Regions from separate parts of the Mus musculus genome. Here all the other regions are linked to region 5. A link is a contact called in public HiChIP or PLAC-seq and promoter capture Hi-C data. All regions are on one chromosome and are shown on one strand. Each heading gives the region's core, a stretch centred on a gene start, on an enhancer-like site or on the middle of the called end of the contact. The rest is flanking DNA. Distances are from core to core; before and after follow the strand shown.

The links. Promoter capture Hi-C pulls out the DNA fragments that hold promoters and counts their contacts. HiChIP or PLAC-seq counts read pairs in DNA pulled down with a chosen protein or histone mark. Capture Hi-C pulls out chosen DNA fragments and counts their contacts.
Region 1: a contact with region 5 is called in a FOXA1 HiChIP or PLAC-seq map of pancreatic cancer cells. The contact joins the promoter of Fgd4 here to the promoter of Lztr1 in region 5. A contact is called at or near these places in 2 of 115 datasets of contacts at active chromatin or transcription factors (pancreatic cancer cells and pro-B cells).
Region 2: a contact with region 5 is called in a promoter capture Hi-C map of liver, with 2.7 times the contacts expected there. The contact joins the promoter of Dgcr8 here to the promoter of Lztr1 in region 5. A contact is called at or near these places in 4 of 39 promoter capture datasets (the C10 cell line, fetal liver and liver).
Region 3: a contact with region 5 is called in an HNF4G HiChIP or PLAC-seq map of pancreatic cancer cells. The contact joins the promoter of Arvcf here to the promoter of Lztr1 in region 5. A contact is called at or near these places in 2 of 115 datasets of contacts at active chromatin or transcription factors (bone marrow-derived macrophages and pancreatic cancer cells).
Region 4: a promoter capture Hi-C map of pancreatic islet shows a contact between it and region 5. The contact joins the promoter of Rtn4r here to the promoter of Lztr1 in region 5.

The regions. Positions count from the first base shown.
Region 1 is chr16:16,598,448-16,601,335 of GRCm38.p6, forward strand. It overlaps Fgd4 (FYVE, RhoGEF and PH domain containing 4), which reads right to left and starts at 1,531. Exons shown (of 17, transcript NM_001301817.1): 1 at 1,331-1,531. The coding sequence starts at 1,481.
Region 2 is chr16:18,287,760-18,290,459 of GRCm38.p6, forward strand. It overlaps Dgcr8 (DGCR8, microprocessor complex subunit), which reads right to left and starts at 1,409. Exons shown (of 14, transcript NM_033324.2): 1 at 1,344-1,409.
Region 3 is chr16:18,346,897-18,349,623 of GRCm38.p6, forward strand. It overlaps Arvcf (armadillo repeat gene deleted in velocardiofacial syndrome), which reads left to right and starts at 1,286. Exons shown (of 18, transcript NM_001272029.1): 1 at 1,286-1,560. It also overlaps a transcript of Tango2 not described here.
Region 4 is chr16:18,126,192-18,128,917 of GRCm38.p6, forward strand. Rtn4r (reticulon 4 receptor) reads left to right here and starts at 1,451. Exons shown (of 2, transcript NM_022982.3): 1 at 1,451-1,711. The coding sequence starts at 1,690. Gm52241 reads right to left here. Exons shown (of 2, transcript XM_030249377.1): 1 at 2,450-2,726; 2 at 1,423-2,016. The coding sequence starts at 2,473. The coding sequence ends at 1,423.
Region 5 is chr16:17,507,344-17,510,043 of GRCm38.p6, forward strand. It overlaps Lztr1 (leucine-zipper-like transcriptional regulator, 1), which reads left to right and starts at 1,340. Exons shown (of 21, transcript NM_025808.4): 1 at 1,340-1,875; 2 at 2,283-2,345. The coding sequence starts at 1,685. Aifm3 (apoptosis-inducing factor, mitochondrion-associated 3) reads left to right here. Exons shown (of 20, transcript NM_001291070.1): 20 at 1-139.

The sequences.
Region 1 (2,888 bases), core at 281-2,780, 910 kb before region 5:
TGTAATAGGATCTGATGCCCTCTTTTGGTATGTCTGAAGACAGCTATAGTATACTCAAATAAATATATATTTAAAAAAATAAAAATAAAAATTAGGAGGAGAAGACCAAATTTAAAAATTAGGAGGAGAAGACTTCAGCAATGGATGGAAAAAAAACCAAAAAACAAACAAACAAACAAACAAAAAACCAGGATAGCTGGGCATAGTGAGTAGTAGCCTGCTTACCCAAGTGCCCTGAATTCTACTCCCAGTATGGGGGTGGGGGAATGGGGAGGGCACAAATAAATAAAAGAGCAAACAGAACCCTTTCTCCTACAAGCATAGCTGCTTTGCAGAAATAATTTATAGACTATACTGTGACTCTTGAAAGAGGATGTTTCATATTTTGATCGTCTCTTCAAAGCATTTGAAAATAAATCTAGTAACATAACAGAGGCATCAGACCAGTGTCTGTGCTGAAAACAACGGGTGACAAAATGCGATGACAAAGCAAACCATTTTCACTTAATAACATTTTCATTCAGTTTGGTGAATCACAGCTAGAACTGGAAGAGATCTCCAGAATACTTTATCAGTTTCTTACTTCTACAGGAAATGATTACAGAGGACTCTCCGTGATCCAGTTCATGCATCATCTCACATCCTGACTTATCTAACGTGAACACACACTTAACACACCATCCATCACGATTTTCTGTCATGTGCCTTCTATAGCTTCGGGACAAGGAATAGACAGCATATTTACCAGTCTCGACATTGATCATATTGATAAAAACACAAAGCTGCTTGCTCAATCATTACAAAATGAAAGTAAAGAAGGGTGAGATTTCTTTTTAAGATTCAAAATATTCAAAAACATAAACATTATCTGAGTGTTTGACTTTTGCCCTCGGGAAGGGAGCGCCAGGGAACTAAGGTCAACTGAGCAGAGGAATTTGGTGAATCTTAAACAGCAGTATATTGAAAAATAGGTTGTACAATTCCTAATAAAGCTTTTTCTAAGGGCACACCTTTAGTTTTTTAAGAACAAGCTGGCCATATTCTTGAAGCTTTGGGAGAAAGAACAAACTAACTAGGAATAGTGTCCTGCGGGGTAACTAACCTGTGAGGATCCCTTTCACAACAGAAGGCAGCCCTTTCCCCCAGGTCCTCAACAGCCAAAGGCACACACCCACACCCACTCCACTCCTAACACCCCGTCAAGCCCCCAACACGCGGCACGCCCTCCGCCAGTCCCCAACACAGGCGTCACGCCCCCAACACGCGCGGCACGCCCCCCGCCGGCCCCCCAACACGCGGCACGCCCTCGCTCCGCTCACCCACGCATTACCTGCGGCCTGGCTGGGTTGCGCGACACGGTCAAGGCGCCGCAATTGCGGCGAAGGCCTGCTCCAGGGCCGGGGGATCCCGGGCGGCAGGTAGGAGCCTGACTTCCGCCGGATGGCCACCCGCCTGAAGTTATGGTCGCTCTCGCTGTTCATGGTGGCCTGCGGTCACTCCCGCAAGCCTTGCCCCGCGCGCGTCCAGGTTGCGCGACTCCCTGCGCTCCCTCCCCGCGCAGGCCTCGCTTCCCGGGCCTGCGCTCCGACTCCGTCGTCGGACTCTCCGGCAGCGGCCGGCCCAGGCCGCCCCCGCTGCACAGCCAATCGCCAGAGTGCAGCGCGGTCCCGCCCGAGCGCCGAAGAGGCTTGGGGGGGACCGGCGTCGCCCATTGGCCCAGGGGAAGGCAGAGTGCACCTGCCTGGCTCACCTGAACCTCAGAAACGCCTCATCAGCTTACTTACCGACCACGCCCTGGGATGCTGGAAGAACAGTCTGGCTGTTACTCACCACACTTTCAAGAGCCAAAGTCTCCCAGGCTACCGCGCTGCAAACTTTAGGTAAGGAAACCCAGCTTTGAAAATGACTGAGAAGCCGGAATTCCAGATGCACCGCCGGCTCTTGGAAGAAGCGAATCAGCTTGCCGGGAGCGCTGTTCAAGCAATAAGGAAGCGCAGCTCTCACCTTAAAGGGAATAAAAGTTTCTTCTGCAGCCCTTTTGAGTAACCATGGCCCAGGAACACAGATTTAGACAACCTCAAATTCCATGTTCCAATGCGGAAGCAGTCTTAGAGTTTCACAGAACAAAGAAAGTCGTAAATCAAGGCAAGTTTAAAGTCCATTGGTAGGTATATCAGAGAGGCGGTTACCAGCAAGATGGAGGTTTTTGAATAGGCTTGAGATACTATCTCGTGACATTCTTAGCTTTGTGGTTGCTAGAAGTCATCTAAGTCAGTCAATAGATTCCAAAGGTTAGTTTAATCTGTTAGTCATGGGATGTTAGTTTTAAAGTAGAGGTGGACAAGAAATGACTGTTCCCCTGGGCTAAAGCTAGGCCAAGGTAAGTTAATTAGCCTCTGGGCTTGCAGCGTTCTAACCTCTCTACAGTACTGAAGTTCTAACCAGCCAGTCAGTCGGTGCAGACAGATTCCCTTCAGATTTCATCCACAGAATAACACTGGTTTCCAGAACAGCACAAGACCCAGTTTATCATGACCACTGTTAAAGATAATGTAGTAATAAAGTCAACAGATTTATGAATATGAAGCAGTTTCCAATGTACATTTCCACGGCAGAAAAAGGACATGACCACAGAGAAAAGACAAAAGTAGCTAACATGGTTACCTGGCTCAAGACAATAGCTTTTTTTTTTTTTAAAGATTTATTTATTTATTATATCTAAGTACACTGCAGCTGTCTTCAGACACTTCAGAAGACACTTCACACACTTCAGAAGAGGGAGTCAGATCTCCTTACGGATGGTTGTGAGCTACCATATGGTTGCTGGGACTTGAACTCAGGACCTTCAGAAGAGCAGTCGGGTGCTCTTAACCGCTGAGCCATCTCAC
Region 2 (2,700 bases), core at 159-2,658, 780 kb after region 5:
GAGAGGCACCAAGGTGACTTTAGACAGGCATAAGGATTGTTCTGGCACGGACTGTGGTTATCTCTTGGAGTGAATCAACCTATTTGGTGTTAAAGTGGAATAGACAACTAGAAGCAGGAGATTGGAGATCAGAAGGGAGGACAGACAGTACTGGAGATGGGAGTCATGGAAGATGTCAAAGGAAACTGATGTGAAAAGTACATAGGATCACATGGGAGGGGAATGATGACAAGAGAAGGCCAAACTGGGCAAACCAGTCAAAATCATGTTTCTCACAAGGTAAAATTCAGACAGCCACTGTGAACTGCCTGCTCCACATGTTTGGCAACACAGCTCAAAGGGTAGCCCTCCTGCCTGTAAACCTCACTATTCTTCAGCTGACTGGACCTATGGATGCAGATTTTGATTTGCCAATTAGACTGTGAGCAAGTCAGACCCACTGCTGGCTCCCCTGGACCCTGGCACAGGGCTTACCCAAAACATGTGAACAACTCCTACTTGCTGAACGGATGGCCAGTGCTACAGCTGCAGCCTCCCGCTCAACCCAAAGGCAGTATGACCTCATCAATTCCTTTGTCACCCCGCAAATCCTATTCTAAACTGAAAGGCCACACTAGCTGGGCCAGCCTTTCACTATCTTCGGTTAGTGATGGATTACAGTGGGAACTGAGCCACTTCCAAGGCTGGGAGTCTAGTTTGAGCCAGCAGAGAGTGGGCACCCTAATAGTGATTGGCATACAAGAGTCAACAACCCAACACAGGACATCTCTGCATCTGGCAATAAGGTACATGCAAGCATGCAAGATGGCAAATCAAATTCCTACCATCAGCAACCCAAATCCACTGGATGATACTACTTGACATGTATCGCTGTCAACAGGTTGCCACTTGCCATTTATTTCTACAACGTTCATTGTTACTGTAAAACCACATTCTGATAAGCTACATGACACTTCATCCACGGGTAATTTGGTGGAGACTTGGGCGGTTTCTTGGCTTTTTCCAAACAAAACAGGCGGAGTTCGGGGCGTTGAGGTGTCCCTGCCCACACCTCTCCCGCCAGAAGGCGAGGCAATGGCTTCGGGCCCACCGCCCAGGGGGCTTCGTTACCAGGCAGACAGCACCCTACGTTCATGATGCCTGGGCTCCGGGCCCGGCCCCCACTGCACAAAGGCCGCGACTCCGCGTGGCCCAGCCCGCCTAGCGCGCCGCGCCCCGCCCCGAGCCCCGGCCTGTGGCCTCGCCCGGGAGGGGTGGGGGTGGAAGGAGGGAAGGAAAGGGCGCAGCCTCTCCAGGCCGCAGCGCCCGCCGCCCGCGGGGCGCCCATCGCGCCCCGCACCTACCTGTGGCGCCCGCGACCTGCCCGAGCCGCCCGCAGCCCGACCACAGCCGGTCGACCCTCACCGACCCCGGCGCCGCCACAACCCGCGAAGGCCCTTGCAAAGCGCTCGGCTCTTGAGACCCGCTGCCGCGCGGGCGAGCGGAAGGCGGGCCTTGGCGGAGGGCTACCAATCACGGCGCACGGCCTCCGCGCATTGGGGGAGCCGGGAGCGGGCTGAGGCGGCCGCCAATCGGCAGCGCGAGGCGCGCGCGGCCCAATTGCGAGGCGCTATGGAGACCGGGATGGGCGGGACCAGCCGCAAGCCTGGCACTTCTAACGGCTGTCGCTCCGGGTGGGGCTGAGTTGCGGCCGCGGGGCGCGCCGGGAGAGAGGCGCGTAGAGGCTGCCGGGAGCCGGGGAGCGCGGGAGTGCGAGGGACGCTGGGAGCTCATCTATGAGCTGGCCTCTGTTGAGCTCAATAGTCACTTTTGAGTTTGCGAATGACAATGGACCTCCGGCTCTGGGTCGTCCCAAGGACAATGTTGGAGGTACACCCATCCTAGAAAGTCAACGGATAAGATGCGCGATGCGGAGGATAGGAAAGGAGTTTTACTCGCAATATCATCACACCAGGAAGGACAAAGATCTGATGACTAAAAATGTTCGCTGTGCTTACAGCATCCTCCGTGTCAAAAAAGGAAGGAGAAGCAGAGCCGATTGGGGGTCCTTTTAGTTTGGGGTGGACCTTAGGTAGGCCTTGCAGACTTGTGTCAGTGCCAAAGACCATAAAGAAACTTAAGCAGTTCCAGACTCATCTGACACCCGTGGTAGCAGTATGAGACTTAGGAAAATTCTTTAGGACAGAAGTGACTCAGAAACAAAATGAAGTTAGCCAGGTCTGTTCCTGAGCCCTTCAAATCCCGAACCCACAAACCATTACTTCATTGCTATAAGCCCGGGACTAAGGTGGGGATAAGTTATATTTATACTATCCAGAACCTCAAATAGTTTAGCTTTCCTTTAGGTTCTGATTCAAGTCAATAAGTGTAATAAAAATTTTATAGAAAACTGTCTGCCGTTAGGCAAACACTTCAGTAATTGCTGCTGGACATGAAAAGTGGATGCTAAAAACACGACTAAAGGGTAACATGTTGAAGAACTCACGGTCTCAGCACACTTGTGTTAATGCTAAAAGCACTGAGTTATATCCCTAAGGTTGGGGAGATTGTATCTATTTTTTTTTTTAAGATATATTTTATTTATATTAGTACACCATTGCTCTCTTCAGACACAACTGAAGAGGGCATCAGATCCCATTACAGATAGTTGTGAGCCACCATGTGGTTGCTGGGAATTGAACTCAGAACCTCTGGAAGAGT
Region 3 (2,727 bases), core at 36-2,535, 840 kb after region 5:
CAATACCAACGGATTAGTAGCAACTGCCTTGACTCTGAAAAGCTCCTGGTATCAATTTGTATTGTAGGCGACCCAGAAGTGAGCTCCTGCTCCAGGCATTTACTTTCTTTGTCTTCACCAAGCAACCCTTATTGGGTGAGCACACTGGACTCAGCATAGGTGGGTGAAATATGACCATCTGGGTAGACCCCCTACACACACAAACGCACACACACACACACACCCTGGCCTCCATTAGCACTATCTGTAAGGGGCCTTGGGAAACACCGACAGCCCAGAAGAGTTGCTCATTTCCAGTGCACTCAGGATAAGAGGCTTCTGAGCAAGCACAGGCCAGATTCATTTCCACAGTCTGCACTTCCATCTCCTGTTTATGTTACAGCATCCCCCGTGGGTCCCCTCCACTGCCTTATGTCACTGCAGAGATGTGTTTGGTGTGCTTTACCTAGTAGGGAAATATGTGTTTATCTTTTCAGGCAGTGGATAAAGCTCCTTGATATTTCTCCAAGACTCAAAGCAGGGCAGAGGAAATCGGGACACCAGGGTGTAGTGGGGAAGAGATAAACACATAATTCCCCTTTCCCGGGAAGAGGACGCTTTTCATTGCCCCGGGGAAAGAGCAGTCTCATGCAGCTGTAGGGAGTGCCCAAAGGCTCTGTAAATACAGGCTTCATAGAAGAAAAAAAGCTCTAGTTTTTCTAGAGTCTGCTTTTGCCCTCAAAATCACTGCAACCATCCCCACTTTGTACCAGCCTAGCTGACCTTGTTCGTCCTTGCTGCAGGGGTTATGGGGACAGTGAGAGAGCCCCCAAGGCTGGAAGTCCAACGACTGGGTTCACGCCCTGGTTGCCTAAAGCCTCAATTTTCTATCTGTAAAATGGGATTTATCTTTACACTTGCGGAGTGTAAGATAAATACCATTCTATGCCAATAGAAAGGAATCGACGCTCAATGTCCGGTTAACAGCAGGATACCTGGGAACTTGGGGTGGAGATGGAGACAACGCTGCTGGAATCCGGGAGTGACCGCCTGCCCTGCAAGTTCCAGCTCAGGGCCTACTATCCCCAGAACTCCTCTGAAGATGGCCGGGAGGGGGCAACTCCGAGCCTCCTGCAGCTGCTGCAGCCACAGCATTCCGGGCAGGTGTCAGGGCCTGCTCTGCTAGGGGGCCGACCTGGGCTAAGACTGACAATACCAGGAACCCAACAGCAAGCCGCAATCTCTGCACATCCATCCAATCGGTGCGGGTTGCGGGGCGCGTCTCTCTACCAATGGGAAAATTCGCAGTTGGATGGGGCGGGGCGGAGGCCTCGTCTCCGGCCAGGTCCGCTTTGCGCACGGGCAGCGGGAGGGGTAGGAGGGCTAGCCTGCTTGCTGGCTGCTCCAGTAGGGGAGGAGGAGTGTTCCCCCCCTCACCTCCTCACAAGCACAAGTTGTGGCCCCGGGAGCCACTTTCGGTGCTGGGCGCTGGAGAGGCCGCTCCCCGCGCACCGGGGGACCTGGGGACGCCTGTCTTGGGGGCGGAGGCCGCGCTGCGGAGCCGCCCACGCCGCGCGCCAGGTGAGCTCGGCCGGGTGGGCGGGGTCCGGCTGTGGGCCTGGGGCTGGACACTCGGGCCCCGGCCAGGATTAGGGGTAGGTCCTGGGGGAGCGAGCTGGTATAGTGTCTAGACTGAGATGCGGACTAAGATAGGGACAGGGTCCTGGGCTCGGACTTTAGGTCTGGGTGGGGCTCGGAAGCTGGTTCTTCTGCTCACCCGCGCTCTAGCACACGACGGGTCCCCAGAGACCCGGGTGGTTGGGGGCGGGTCCCTTTGTGCATGACCTCAGGGCTCTGTCCAACCTGGCTACGGCGCCGGCTTCAGCCTCCGGGCTGTTCAGCCTCCGGGATGAACTGGACCCAGCTCCCACAGCTTTGCCCTCCGCGAGCCACTGCAGAGCCTGCAAGCAGGGACCCGACGGCTATGGAAACTTTACCAGGACTCGGGCGGCGAGGCTGGGGAACTTCCCGGGGTGGTACGGCTGTTGGTGAGCGCAGGGTCTTGGCGATGCCAAGGGAATGTCCCTACGCAGCGACGATGCTCCTAAGGCCTCACAAAAGAGAGAGGAGGCGCTGCTGGGAATCCCTTGTCTGGTGTCCCTGCTTGAATCTCCTCCCTAGATACCCCTACATTCCTCAGTGGGACACCAGCCCTGGAGAATATGCAAGTCTGGAGTTGCTCTGCTTCAGGAGGCCTGGATACCATGGCTTTCCCCTTTTAATTTTTAAATAATTAAATGCTACTTATATTCAATATTTAACTATTTGTTTCAGTGTCAGGTATCAGTGTCTAAGGTACTAGGGGACTGTCTCTGAGGATTCAGACATTTAGAAATGATGGAAAAGAAAGAAAATGCTTCTGTTTGTGTTAACTCTTAGGCTAGACTCTTAATGTGGGCTAACAATCCGAAATGCAAAACACATGCTTACTTTTATAAAGCTAAGGGATGGAGCCATACCCAAATTGTCTTTGGGAATATCTTTTCCCTAAGTAGGACCAGCTATGCATTGAGTGCCTGTAATTCCACACTGGGATCCCCAGTCCTTCTACCTCTCTTTTGGTCCAGGACCCGGGTAGTCTATCCAGAGCAAGTGTTGCCTGCTTTGGGGAGTGTCTCAGGATCTTGAGGATATACCAGGATGTTGAAGTTGGTCCCTGTGTTCTGAGGTTAAGTTTGCTTCAGAAAC
Region 4 (2,726 bases), core at 201-2,700, 620 kb after region 5:
TCGATGGGGGAAGTGCCCTCTCTAAGCCACTGAGCAAAGATGGTAGCCCAGGACTCTAGCCTGGTCTTCAGATTTTCAGCCATGTCCCACGACATGAGGTGGTTGGAGCCACACCAGCCACTGGTGTGGGCACTGCTGGATTCGAGGACACTGGGAGAAAGGTGTTGGTCTAGGCTATAGGCCATGGCCTTCTGCTGGCTCTTTGAAGTTGGCTTTGGGTTATTCATCTGTCACTGGGTGGCCAGCCTCCCATGTGGTGGGGAGTGGAAATGAGAACTTACTGAGTCACATAGGGGTCAATCTGGTGGCACTTGGTGACCAGTATCCAATGAAGAAGTGGCCGTGAGTGCCTGCCCTGCCTTAACCTCATCTCACACATTTCAGTGACCTGAAAAATCCAAGTCAAATGAACAAGGACAACTGGGACAAAGCACACAGAGGTGTGGTTGGGGACACAGCCAGGGCAGGACCGAGCAGTGTAGCTTCCATATATGGCCAGAAAGCCATTCCATTGCAGGCTCTTCAGCGCTCTCCACCCCTGAAGCTTATGCCATACTGGGTGTTCTCTTTCTCTACTGAGACAGGCGGACCATGGGCCCTATCCAGCTCTCTGGCTAGATAATGTGCAGGACAGATACAGACAACGACCTGGCAGCCAGCCGAAGCACCTCTACCACCACCCCACCCCAGAATGCACCTAAGAACTCCAGATAGAGCACCCAAGCAGGAATGGGAGATGGGACATGTTGGGGGGGGGGGTTGCCATTAGGAACATTGGCCTTATATTGATCTGGCTTGGTGGAGGGTGGGTCCAGAGGATTCTTCGGACTTTGTAATCTCCATTGCAAAGGGGAAATGATAGGAGCTTGTGCAGAGGCAGGTGCAGACAAAGCCTGAGTGTCCTTCCTGGGACAGGGAACTACAAAGCTGGAGAGAGCACTACTGCGCTATTACACCTTGCCTCTCAGTTTTCTTACCCAGTCGCCTAGGACAGTTTCGAGCAAAGGGCTTTAAGGGGCAAGCGGAGGCGGGCCATGCAAAGGCCTGCTGCATCTGTCCGATGCCCAGGACTCCCTTCGGGACTCAGCCTGTGCCGCCACGCCCTCGAGCCCGCGCCCACGGCCGGTTCCGGGACGCGGTGCCCGCGGCCGCCTGCAGGGGCCGCCGCCTCTTCAGGAATGCGCCGCCTTTGTCTGGGACCGCGCGTGGCCCGTGCACCGGGTGGCTGAGCGCGTCCTGCCACTTGCACCGCGCTCCGGACACCCTCGCCTCCCCTCCCGTCGCCCGCCCGCTTGCCCTACACCCCGTACCCACCGGTCCGCCCCAGCGCGGCGCGCCCAGGTGAGCGCCCCGCCCGGCGCCAGGCCCCGCCCCGGCCCCGCCCCGCCCGGACCGGCGGGGAGACCGGGCGGATTCCGCGCGTCAAACCACATGATCCCATAAAACATTCATCCTCTCCTGGCCCGCGCTGCGAGCGCCCCGCCAGTCCGCGCCGCCGCCCTCACCCTGTGCGCCCGCAGCCCGCGAGCCCAGCCCGGCCCGGTAGAGCGGAGCGCCGGAGCCTCGTCCCGCGGCCGGGCCGGGACCGGGCCGGAGCAGCGGCGCCTGGATGCGGACCCGGCCGCGCGCAGACGGGCGCCCGCCCCGAAGCCGCTTCCAGTGCCCGACGCGCCCCGCTCGACCCCGAAGATGAAGAGGGCGTCCTCCGGAGGTGAGTGTCAGCGCCGCTCCGGAGACAGGCTGCAGCGGGGCGGGGCGGGGGGGACGCAGGGCATGGCTCACGCTGCCAGAGATGGAGCCGGGTCGCCGGTCGCTCCCGAGGGCCACCGCAGTGCCACGCCGCGCGCTGGCCGCTAGCAACTGGGCCCTGGGAGGGCGGAGCCCGCGGCAGCCGCAAAAGTTGCGGCTTTGCGGGAAAGTTGACAGCGACGGCGGGGCCAGGGATGGAGGGTACGAGGTTCCAGATGTTGGACCAGGGCCGGGTGGAGACTGAGGGCTGGAAGGGCGGGGTCCCACCTGAGAGCGCAAAGGCGGCGAATGGGTTAATGAGCGGGTTTGCAGAAACGTGGGCACCGGACCGAGATGGGGTCTGCCCAGCGAACCCTGCTCAGAAGCTGTTTCTTTGGGGTCAAACGGAGTAGGGATGAATACGGGTGTCAGCAGCAGCAGAGGGCGTGGGGGACAGGGCGATCCCAGAGCTATCTCTGGAGCAGGTAGAGAGGAGAACACACACACACACACACACACACACACACACACACGCAAGGCAATGTCTCCTCCTCGGAGATCGGGAGAGCTCCTGAGAGTGAGCGGCTCCATTGAGGGGCGTTGGTGCTCGAAACACCCCCTCCTTGGCAGCCCTGTGGGATTCCCTCCTCCCATCCGGTTGCAAAGCCCCCACAGTAGGGGCAAGGGAGGATGGGCTTCATGCAGGTTGGACATGCCTTACCTGGAGAATCTGGGGTGAACACATTGCCTTCCCCAGGTGCCCACCCTATCTACCCTGCTGATGTCCATGGTGCCGCAGGCTGCACACACGTTTCTTTGCACGTGTCTACATGGGCTACATACAGCCTTGCACACCTCCAGTGCACATGCATACCAAATCTGCCCTAGTGTGCACATGCACATAAATGCTATAAGCACATCCCTGTACTCGGGTGCATAGCTCTGTCCTCACTCCTGCCTACACACCTATGACCATACATGCATTTATGCAGCCTGCC
Region 5 (2,700 bases), core at 90-2,589:
GTCCATTCCTAATGCCTCAGCTGTCACTGACAGCTGGGTGTAGAGGCAGGACAGGCTCTGCCTTGGTTTCCTCTACTAGGACGATTTTCCCAGCAAGCCCCTTCAACATTACCTTAAAATTAAAACGCATGTCTCAGCAGAACTGTGTCCTAGTGTAATTGGGCCGACACTTAGAGCCAGGCATGATGTGACACATCTGTAATAGTGGCACTCAGGACAGAGGCAGGAGGGTTAGAAGTCTCAGTCTTTTGTTTTTTTTTTTTAAAAAAGCTTCACAAGCCAGAGACAGCTTTTGTATTTGTCCACTTAAGAGAGGTGGGAGCTGGGTCCTGCAGACTCCATGCTGCCACAGAAACCTGAGCTCAGACCAGGAGGTGGTGGCGCACACCTTTAATCCCAGTGCCCGGGAGGCAGAGGCAGGCAGATCTCTGAATTCAAGACCAACCTAATCTACAGAGTGAGTTCCAGGACAGCCAGAGCTACACAGAGAAACCCTGTCTGAAATAAAACAAAATGAAAATCACCTCATTGTTATTAACTCACAAATACACTCTGCTAGATTGCAGTAGTCACTCAAAAACCTATCCAGTTGCATTCTGTATATCTCTAGGTTTTGTTTTTGTACAGTTAGGATAGCCATTGTGAAGCTGCTCTTGACTTTTACTATTTTACATTTATAAGCTCTTACCAAAAAAATATGAAACTAGACCAACTGACATTATATCCATTTCACTACATGTGTCCCTTTTGCCTGAACTTCCTGAATCATTTCACGGGTGATTCAGCTGGCAGCAGACTACAAATAAAACACACACACACACACACAAATTGTGGTGTAGCCTAGTGGCAGAGTGCATGCTGATCAAATCCTAGGTTCAAAACCCACAGCAAAACAGAGAAAGGGGCTGGAGACATGGCTCAGTGGTTAAGAGCACCAGCTGCTCTTCTGAAGGTCATGAGTTCAAATCCCAGTAACCACATGGTGGCTCACAACCATCCGTAATGAGATCTGACGCCCTCTTCTGGTGCATCTGAAGACAGCTACAGTGTACTTAGATATAATAATAAATAAATCTTTTAAAAAAAGAGAGAGAAGGAGGGGGAGGAAGAGAGAGGAGAGAAATAAATGAAGATACTGCTCTCAACTGAGAACCCAGAGGTGCCCCGCCATCGAGAGTCCCAGACAAGAATGCCAAGAGAGAGCAGAGGGGGAGCAGTGAAGATCAGGTTTGGGGAGCACAAACAGAAGGTGGACAATTGAGCAGCTCGCTTGCAAGTCCGAAACCTCATCCTGGAGGAGGGCGGGGGGATCTTCCGGGAGACAGCAAAGCCCGACTACAAGGCATGCCGGGAGCGTGTAGCTCGCCGCTGCCTTGAGAATGTCAGTGGTTTACTATGGTCTGAGTGCGTATCCTGAAAGAGGAAACCCAAATCGAGACTTGGCCAGAAATACTTTCCAGAATGTGATGTGCTCGATATACGATAATGCGAGGAGCCGGGCTGCCAGGTTCCTCGATAGCGAGCCGCGTCGCGGGAAGCGCGAGGTTTGTCGGGAGGCCCGACAAACCGGCCGGAAGTGCTACACCAGCGGCGCAGGGCTCTCTGGGAAGTGTAGTCCTTTGGCTCTGCCCGGGCGGTGGCCGTGAGTCCTGCAACCTGGCGGCCTATCCAGCCTGAACAAGGGATGGCTGGCTCCGGAGGCCCCATTGGGTCCGGGGCCTTGACAGGAGGGGTACGCTCCAAGGTGGCTCCGAGCGTGGACTTTGACCACAGCTGCTCAGACAGTGTCGAGTACCTGACGCTCAACTTTGGACCCTTCGAAACAGTGCATCGCTGGCGGCGCCTCCCGCCCTGTGACGAATTCGTGGGCGCCCGGTACGACAGTGTACAGGGATCCTGAAGGCACTGGTAGTAGGGACGAGAGCTGGTCTTAGGACGGGCTGTAGGGACGAAATCCCGTGTGATGTCTTGGAGTATAGATTGGTCGTTCCCAAAGCTGAGTTCCCAGGGAACAGCACCGTAGTGATTCTAGGCAGGGTACCAGACTTGTGTTTCTGAGGATCCTGTTTGGGTCCCTGAGCTGTGAGGTATGAGTGGGAAGTCTGAAGCGTCCCCGATGTATGTCCTTGCTGTCTGAAGAACTGAAGGATCTCTATAGATCTTAGCAGTTGAGAGGCTTTGTCCAAACTTATGTGGTAGCAACCATGTGTGTAGTCCCATTTCTTGGGTGCCAGCTGGGAGAGTTCCGGTCTCACCACCCTTCACCCCTTCTTTCTTTCTAGGCGCAGCAAGCACACAGTCGTGGCATATAAGGATGCCATCTATGTGTTTGGTGGAGACAACGGGTGAGTTTGCCTGTTTTGATGGAAGTGGTGGCAGGGGATGATGACAGAGAGAGACAGAGGATGGGAGTCATTAGCTATGCCTTGTGAGCCTCTGTTTCGCCATCTGTGTGGTGCTTTGCCCTTGATTCCCATGTTACGGTGAGGAAGACCCTACCCCTAAAGCCCTTTTATCCAGCATTCAAACGGCAGCCTGTGCTAGGTTCATGGAGATATCCTTGTGTTGAAAGAGGAGACAGCTTTGGAAGAAACATGCTAGCCCTACTGGCACTTTTCTTCTTTCCCTACACTTCTCTCTAGGCTTTGCCCAAATTTTTGTTTTGTAACATCTCTTATGGGGGGAGGGGCGCAAATGTGG